Linked DNA regions of Zea mays: region 2 is linked to region 1. A link is a contact called in public Hi-C data. All regions are on one chromosome and are shown on one strand. The core of a region is the stretch at or near the end of the contact, and the rest is flanking DNA. Distances in the headings are between cores, read along the strand shown.

The links. A called contact is a pair of places that touch in the nucleus more often than the background predicts.
Region 2: a Hi-C map of leaf mesophyll shows a contact between it and region 1, with 8 times the contacts expected there. The contact joins the promoter of LOC100282445 here to the promoter of LOC100285161 in region 1. A contact is called at or near these places in 3 of 25 Hi-C or Micro-C datasets (ear, leaf mesophyll and tassel).

Annotation. Positions count from the first base shown.
Region 1 is chr2:38,765,395-38,769,985 of Zm-B73-REFERENCE-NAM-5.0, reverse strand. LOC100285161 reads left to right here and starts at 3,097. Exons shown (of 7, transcript NM_001370702.1): 1 at 3,097-3,200; 2 at 3,311-3,846. The coding sequence starts at 3,110.
Region 2 is chr2:38,995,403-39,000,299 of Zm-B73-REFERENCE-NAM-5.0, reverse strand. It overlaps LOC100282445 (acetylglucosaminyltransferase/ transferase, transferring glycosyl groups), which reads right to left and starts at 3,446. Exons shown (of 2, transcript NM_001176244.1): 1 at 2,958-3,446; 2 at 345-1,862. The coding sequence starts at 3,023. The coding sequence ends at 762.

The DNA.
Region 1 (4,591 bases), core at 1,848-4,347:
AAAAACATTCCACCTTATTCTATGTCTTAGACAGTTTTAGGACCGACCCATCTACTTATTAGGCAGTCGGCCCTATAAAAAAACCTAATGTCTCGTTTGGATCATTGGAATTAAATTTCATTCTAATAATAGTAATTTAGACTTATATCAATTACGCTAATTCAGTTTTATGCAAAATATATTTGTATACTATTATTAGCAAGATGTCGAAGATATTTATGTGCTACATTTTTACTATAGAGGAGTGAGACAAAGAGTGTCATGTAAGTTACAGAGTAGAAACAAATTCTACTAATGTATAAAACCATTTCTCATCCTCCACCCCATGAATTTGAGATAGACTTATATATGAACTTTGGAAAGTGGTGGAATGTCGAATTCCAAACTAAATAAGTTACTTTATTGAGTGAATTTCAATTCCTCTAAAATGAAGGGATCCAAACGCCCGTAAAGAATTTTACCTCATGATTTGATAAGTTTAAGAACCAAATGACACGTAACACACCTTGATAAGTGTAAGGGCCAAATTAACACACTTTAAGACTAAAAAGACGTGGTTGAGAGTACAAGAACCAGCATAAATTAATTTGACAAGATTAAAGACCAAAATAATGTACTTTATGAGCGCGAGGACTTGCATGACACATCTATCGAGTTTAAAGACTGAGTATATATTTTACTCTAAGAAATATGTTCGTTGGAATGGTATTGTACATGCTCTAGACTCCGGTGGTGGTGGACATTTTCCAATGCTCATTGTGACGATTGTGACGGCAGCCACTCGAACGTGGAACATCTCCAGTGTTGATTTTATCTGTAACGTCTGCATTATTTCATTTTAGTTTTATTTCGAGCACACTCATTTAATTCCGACAAAGTTTTCTGAAAAAAATATATTAGCATCTATTGCACTAATAAATCATATTTTACGGAGAACATATAAAATTATTTTGATGTCCTATATACTGATCTATTTTTGTATACATGTGATCAGAATTTAAAAGATATGACTTAAGATAAATGAAAGTAAACTAGTATAATTTCAAATAGGAGTATTCACTAATGTTCGGTGCTTATTACTCTCCTCTTTATGGGTACTGGCCATTTCGATGTAGAGATTTCTACACTGTACCTTAAGCTGATATGCATTGCTGAATTGTGGTGCTGTTTTTTTATTTCTAATCGCCAAACTATCTAGTGAGAGCATATTTAATGAGACATGCTCAAATTCAACCGTAGCAAAGTTCATCTTGGTTTAAGGCTGATCTCATCTTATGTTCTTGGGACAAACTAAGACATATATGCTTAACAAACATGTTAATACCCGTCATTAGTTTTACCACCCAACTACTCAAATCATAATTATACTCTATTGGTTTGATTTGGTTGTCTGCACCATCATATCCTAGACCACCATGTATCCGTGTGCGTTGACTCTATCTAAGATTTTATTTGGATGCTTACACGTGGGACACACCACCTGTCTACGTGGATGCAAAAACAATAACATTTTGAGGCCATTTATTGCATCTGCTCGTACGCCCATAATAGGCGTATCCCGCCCTCCGGTCAGGCTCGTGAGCCTGGCTTCGCGCACGCTGGATATAAGAGTCATTTTTTCTACAACAAACAATGTATATTATATAAAACAGGAAGCTTCATCTTTGCCCACAACAAATCAAACTCTATTTTTTAGATAATGGGAAAAACTACCCGACCTTTGCCTCCATAGAAGCTACAACTGCATATTATAAAACAAGATAGAAAAAACTGCCATGTCACACGTCACTAGACCAGATACCAACAACACGAATTAAGAAATCTAACTACGAATCCTATAATAGATCCCCATCTATAATGTCGGAGAAGCTGCATCACGAACACCTCCATGTTTCTGCATGCAGTCTTCAACAAATCGAACTCTATATTAGATGCTCTATGTGTCTCGTTAATTCAGTTACTCATGTGTATGGTCGGGATCTACCATTTGACAACAATGCATTTACAATGACCTAGAGATAATGGCCTTGGGTTGTAGGGCCGTAAGACGAAGTGTGGTGACCTGTACCATCTCACCCAAAACGTCGAGACGTTCATAAGGCGAGCTGAGGCAACACCATAGCAACATGTGGAGACATTGACAATTTTGCCATTATCATTTGTGGGCTTCGTCAATATGTCATCGGACTTACAAATCATAGACACAGATGGTCCCATCAGTCATAGACACAAGATGACATAATAACAGGAAGCCAAAATTAAGAGTGAAAAAATTACAAATTTCTCCAACATGTGAAGCAGCAAAATAGCAACAAGATGATGAAATGAAAAACAGGAATAAGATGAAGGAAGAAAGCATGATTCGGCCCACAACCAGCTCATACTACTCTGTCCTCGTCACTACGTCACAACGATGCCGTCTCTCTATCCTCCCTTATCCATCCGCAATGCAACCATTGTTCTCTCTCTTCCCTCTCTCACGCCGCTCCCTCCGGTTCCTTTTAGAAGTCGTTTCAGACAACATCTCACATACCAAGACATGATTAATTTGGAGCCTAGTTTCCAACCGTACCCTTATTAAATGTTGTTCATTTTCCTTCCTAGCAGGCTCCCACTTTCAACCAGACAGACGACTTTCTTTTTTTGGTTGCGCACTCTTTTTTTTAATAACTACGAAGTTATGAAGTTATTTTTTTACACTAAAAAGTTAAAAAAAACTTGTAATTTGGAACAAATGAACTGATTTATTTATATCTGGAAGGTTTCATTCGGATTAGAGAAGGGCAACTAGCCGTGCGAAAACTTCCATCCCGGCCCAACTTAACTGAAGCTTAAAGGGCCTTAAGGCCCATGCCACGGGACCAACTTACACACGTGGCCCTACGGAGACATAGAAATCATCGTCGTCCTTGCGCGCCGCCACTGCCCACCGCAGGCCGCAAGTCTTGCGGCTCCTGCCCGGCCCAGCCCGGCCATTGCTCTTTCCCAGTTCCGACCGCCCGAGCCCGAAGCCAGACCACGCCTTAAACCCCGTCAATCCGAGATCCGACGGCCCAGATCTTTCGTCTCTGCCTCTCCCCGTCTGACCCCATCTTCCCGTCCCCCCGCCATGTCGCCGCCGGCTGCCGGCGCGGCCGCCAACTCCGGCGACGGGACGCCTCCGTCGCCGCGCGAGCTCTACACCATCCCGGCATCATCCGGTAAGAATTCTCTCTCGGCGCGCCCTTCTTCCCCGCGTGCTCCTACTAGGGTTACCCCCGCTGAGCCGGCCGCCTGACTGAATTCCTTGTCTGCTTCCGCCACCCCACAGGTTGGTTCCGGTGGGACGGGATCCACGAGACGGAGCGGCGGGCGCTGCCGGAGTTCTTCGGAGGGGCAGGCGGCGCTGGGTTCGGGACGGCGACGCGGAACCCGCGGATCTACCGCGAGTACCGCGACTTCATCATCGCCAAATACCGGGAGGACCCGGCGCGCCGCCTCACTTTCACCGAGGTCCGCAGGGCGCTTGTCGGGGACGTCACGCTCCTCCGGAAGCTCTTTGCCTTCCTCGACTCCTCCGGCCTCATCAACTTCTCGGCCTCCTCGTCCTCGGTCCCCGCGTCGCGGCAGCAGGAGGTGGGGGTCGTCGTGGAGGCGCCCGTGGGTCTGCAGGTGACGCCGCGTCCTCCAGCGTCCTACTTCGCCGAAGAGAAGCGTGTAGCGGCGGGCGGGGAGAAGGAGAACGAATTCCGGTTGCCGCCGCTGACCTCCTACAGTGATGTGTTCGGGGAATGGGCACCTGGGAAGGCGCCTATATGCGGTTTTTGCGGTGAGGAGTGCAATGGTGCGGATGTTGAGACGCTGCAGGTACTATGAAAGCTCCAAAAAAGGTTTTCCCCCCATGACATTGTTGTTTTTTCAGTAGTTTTGGGTTTAGGACTATGTAGTGGTGCTAAAACCTAAAAGGTAGAATGTGGAATATGCAGTGCCTAAAAGCTACAGCTCAAATGAAAGCAAGTCATAGTATCTAGGGTATATGTTCATGGACATTTCCAGCATGCTTGAGAAATACTGCAAACTTGTGTAGGTCGTTTTGAACTGATATATCCATTTTTGTCAAAACAGGTAACATAGAGTAAGCTCCAAGAAAATGAAAGATGGGGCAAATAATAACTGGTGCTACTGTAGTACTGTATATTACTCCCTCCGTTCTTTTTTATTTGTCGCGTTTTAGTTAAAAAATGAACTGACGGTGGACAAATATTCGAGAACAGAGGTAGTATTAAGGGGGTGTTTGGTTTCTAGGGACTAATTTTTAGTCCTTTTTAGTCCCTAAATTACTCTTTTAGTCCCTGTGTTTGGCAATTTGGGGGACTAAAGAGACTAAAATAGAGGGACTGAAAATTAGTCCCTGAAAACCAAACATCCCCTAAGAGCATCTCCAAGGACTCTTTATTTTTGACTCTCTATTTACCTCTTTATAAAGATTAAACTCTATATGTAGTATCTCATTCTAACAGACTCTCCAACATGCAAGTTTGTTTGGATAGCCGAAGTGGCTAGCCAAGTTTGGATAGTGAGGCGGATATCTTGGCGAGTTGAATGGCTAGTC
Region 2 (4,897 bases), core at 2,197-4,696, 230 kb before region 1:
AATAGATTTATATGAAACTCATTTTCAATATTAGACAGATTTGGTATTGGGTCTAATCCAATTTTAACATCTCCAATATCTACTTTCAAACAGACCCTTAGGTATTTCTACCTTGGAAATTTGTACAGTGGAGCAATTGGCCTGTCTATGTACGTATAAATAAGTCCTTGGTTTTACCATACAAAGTTCGGATATGAGGTCAAGCTAAGGCTGTGGCAAACGATGCATACAAATACAAGGCTGAAGCAAGGACCGGTTCTACGGACAAAACAAAACATCAAGTAAGAACAAATCCATATGCAAATTATACTCCCTCTGTTCTCGAATATTTATACGCACAAATAAAAAAGAACTGAGGGAGTATCAATCATCTGACGAGCAAGGTCCGGTTCTACAATATGTAATTCTGAAATACCACTTGGATTGCAATCTACAACAGCCTTTTTGAGTTTATATATATCAATCAGGGAAGTAATGAATGACAATGACAAACCGCTCAGCTCATGCACACCCAGCCAGGACCAAGCGTGCGCTATGCCGTTAGATCCTCCTCCCATGTTCTATTACACATTAGAGAATCATGTGCTCACCCCCATCCATGAACCAATTCTTCCCCAAAGCATTTGTTCAACTACGTTAGGCAACCGTACCAGGTGAACTGCCACAGATATCCCATGGACAGCAGCTTTGCAGCGGGGCAGTGTGGCACTGGCACCCACCCACCCACGCACAACAGGTTGCAGGGTAGTGGGCCATAAAACCTAGCCACTTTCTCTCCTGCAGTTGCCCGGTAGAAGGTATCTAAACCGGTCGACATTCCTTAGCAGATAGCTAGGAAGATGAACGCCAGAATACGTGCTCGGGATCGGCCCCAGCTTGGCGATGATCTCTTGGAACGTGTACTCTTCTGGAAGCATATCGAAAAGGTCCGCCCCTCTGCAGATGACATCTTGGATCCTCTCAGGGTTCAGGAAGTACTTGAACCTGATCCGGTCGACGTGGCTATACGCTTGCATCTTGAATGCGAAATCGCTTATGTAGCGGAAGCAGAAGCTGCAATGCCACCCTGAATCGGCGAGGAGCTCGTCTGCCTGCCGGAAGTGCGCGTACCTCGTCTTTCCAGCTTGGTACTTGTGTATCGATGCCCTCCAGCTCTTGTCGTCCAGGAAAAACTCGAACGAGTAGAGATAATTCCTGAGCTGAAGGTGAAGTATGTCTGGAATGCCGTCGCACCACCTTAAGAGATCGATTGTGTGGCCGCTCGGGATTTCATCAACGTCCGACATGATCAGCAGGTCATCGTCTTCTATTCTTGCAAGCTTAAGAAGCCGGTCCAGGGCAACCCTCTGATATGACTCCTCAACAAATGGGTTCTCCCCCTTCACGAACCTTCCCCCAATATTACCATATGTCAGCCGTGATTTAGCGAACCCAAAACGGTGCTTGTTTTCCTTGAAGTGGAGGGGCTTTTTTATGCCAGTAAAGGTTGAGTTGGATTCAAGAAGCACAAACTCGGACACATAGGGACTAAGCTCATTCCAGCGGATCTCCAGGATATCAAGCTCATTGCTGAAGAGTACAGCATCAAAGACACGACGCGGGAAGTCACGGACTTTCCAACCATGTAACTTGCACAGGTTCTCCATGGTGACGTTCTCATGGTAGTAGTGAGGGATTGTCTTGAAGGGCTTGGGAGGAGATTCCCAGATGGGCCGCAGGAAGTATGTGACCTTCTGACCATGCGCATATATCATTAGGATTAGAATTGGCACACCAATCAAGAGGACCATAAGTGCCCTTAAATCAAATCCCCGGAGAGCGCACTTTAGCCTTGACATCGTCAGAGCTGTCTTTGACACAGGCTGCAGTGAATTCATCAAACTATATAAGAAATCAAACAAGCAATAGTGGACAAAAGGAATTTTTGTGAAGACAACTACTAAACTATTTAAAATTCTAGCATACACATGTATTAGCCCGCTCTCTACCCTGAAAGCAACAAAACTTTGCTATAAACAAAACCTTCCTATCGAAGAGATATAAACTCCTGAAGCAATAACCCAAACATCAACTTTCCAGAGCAGAAGGGTTTGTTGTTTCCAGGAAGGCGTCATCAAAAGCTAAACACTTGAGCAGAAGCTGATTAGCACAGCACAGAACCAGCAAAGAACAAACAAAAACCTAATGTCGCAACTACATGCACAAACGCAGAAAGCTAAAGTCAACAACGAGCACGAGGTTAGCAAAGACCATATAAACTAGGAACTAGAAAACCCAAAGCATTTAAGATATCACAATGCCCAACTGAACTAAAGAGGCTTAGGTTACAATAGCACTCTAACACCACATTGTAATGTTCCCAGAAAAGGCCGTAGCTTTTCCTGTCTATCCAAAGGGATTAATAACAGTCCAATATTCTGCCCCAAATTCGGTGCAAAGCCTAAACGTCTGGCAGCACGAGACCGCGTGATGGAATCAAGAAAGCAGAAAACACACAACTAAGCTCATCCAAAGACATGCCTGAAACACACGCGATTCGGCCACGTCGCGAGATTCTGGCACCCAAAAGGCGTGACGAATTCGGACTCCCCAGCGGCACGGGCAACACGAAATCCACCCCGTCACCCATACCAGGGCTTCAGGGCAGATCAACGACAACGCACGAGCATGGAACAGCAACGGCCTGAAAGCGCAGAGCCGCCCCAGTATCCAACCACAACCAACATCCTATCGAAAGCCCGAAACTTCGCGTGACGCGTAACGGCGCGGATGGCACGCCAAATCGTGGCAGGCGGGGACACGAGCGCGCGGCCGGGCCGAATGCGCCACGCGCCCACGGCAGAGAAGCGTCTCGGCGGGCCAAAGAACCTACCCCCTCGCCACGCGACGCAGATCTGACCGGGGAAGGAAAGGGGAAAGCGGGTGAACGGGGCGAGAGGGGGAGGGGGGGCGCTCACCTCGCCGCACACGCTGTCGCAGATGCCGTCGGTCTTCTTGTACCCGTACTGCCCCACCTCCGGCATCACCGCGCCCCGCACGGCAGGTCGGCCACCGCCGGAGCAAACGAATCCGAAAACGAGACGGCTGACGGCAGGGCGGTGAGGGGGAGCGGAGGGTGCCCGCAAAAAGAAAATCCCCCCGAGAAGAACCAGCCGCGCGCGAGCAGCAGCTCGAATGGCGCGGCTGTGGAGCCGGGCGCTACGTTCCCGGCGGGTGATCGCCGGGGCGGAGCTCCAGCGGTTGGGCGCTTTTGCTGTCCGGTCCTCGGGGCCGCAGGTTATTTGCAGCTCCCCGTGGTAGCTGGGGCCGGGGTGGCAAGGCAAGGGCGCTGGAGTCGAGGACTTGGCGGTGATTGGCTCGAAACCGCGGGGTCGCCGCCGCAAGAGCGAGAGAGGGGCGTTTCCTTTGGAACCGCCTAATTATAGCCGTTTGGGTGGTGCGGTGCGGTGCGGTGGTGCCTGGTGCGGCGGCCGGCGGCCCCTCATATCCATCGCCCGGGCCGGCGCTTGCGATTGTGAGATGTACGATTTTGTCCTCACGCTTGTCGCTGCGGCCCCCAATTCGTAGGATATGTGTATATGGCCACATAAAAACTCCTTTTGTTTTTTAGACTATACAGTTTACATAATGACGTTTAAAATAAATATATGTACTCTGAAAATAGTCTGAGCCTTTTCGAATGCATGGGTGGTAATTGTTAGCTATATAAAAATTGCTAATTGATTTAACTGGTTAACTAGTAATTCGATAAATATTACTTGATTTTAGTTGGATTGAACTAGCTAAGATCGTGCTCAATAAATCGTGCATATGTCCGTGCAAAACACTATTTTAACACTACACAATTTACAAGGTGGAATTTAAAATATATGATAGGATAGGGAGTCGGCTATAGATAGTAAGCTAAATTATTAGCAGATGGCTTTTAGATGTGTACCGCTGAACAATTAACTGGTTGTTGATATCTCTAGCTAGTTTTAACAACTATTATCATTAGTGTATTAGCCTTGGACCTCGGCTACGCATCTATCGTTAACACCGCTTTATGTGATTGGGCGATTGTAATAGCCAGATTTATTTATAGATATAATTATGTCACTAGTTCCAAAGGAAAGTTTTATGGAATAGATGAAAATCTGTTATTATCACACCAGTTGTCACTGCTCATATCGGTAGTAATGTATCACGATCCAAATATTATAACATCAACTAAGTTCATCATACAACATAGGTACATGCTCGTGCGTTGTCACGAGGCGGAGGAGCATGGGGAACGATGCCTAGGCTGCAAATATAATTATTGTTTATTTCAAAATACTAAGATACATATGGTCTCTTGGTTAGCTCTAAATTTCTAGAGCATAAGGGCGTGAATTTGAGGGCTCGCTTTACACTATTTTTTGCGGACGCTGGTCGTGGGAAGGATGAAGTCGTAGTAGCAGCCCATATTAGGTTCTTACTAGAAAAAAATAGATAGATAGATTAAGTATAGATATATATAAATAATTTATCTAGAAACAAATCAATTTCTATCAATTTTAGAAGGTTAAATGGTCCACCAAAAAATTATTTTTCTCAAATTCTCCTAGCATTTAGTGCACCCTCTTAATCCATTGTCTGCACCCCTTTTAATCATTGTTGAGTTTCTGTGGTTAGAAGTGTGTAGTAAATATTATAACGTGCTTTTAGAACCATCTTCAGTTGATGAATACTTCAGTCGAGTAAAAGTAGTATGATCTTTTCTCTGTCATACTAATATATTCTAAAATTAAAAATGAAATACTAAAGCAAAATGGCATTTTAAAGAAAGAACAAGATTACAACATATTAACTCAAGATAACTTGGTGATCTGATACTTGCAGATAAGGAAGAAATGAATCTCAACATGAGCACTCC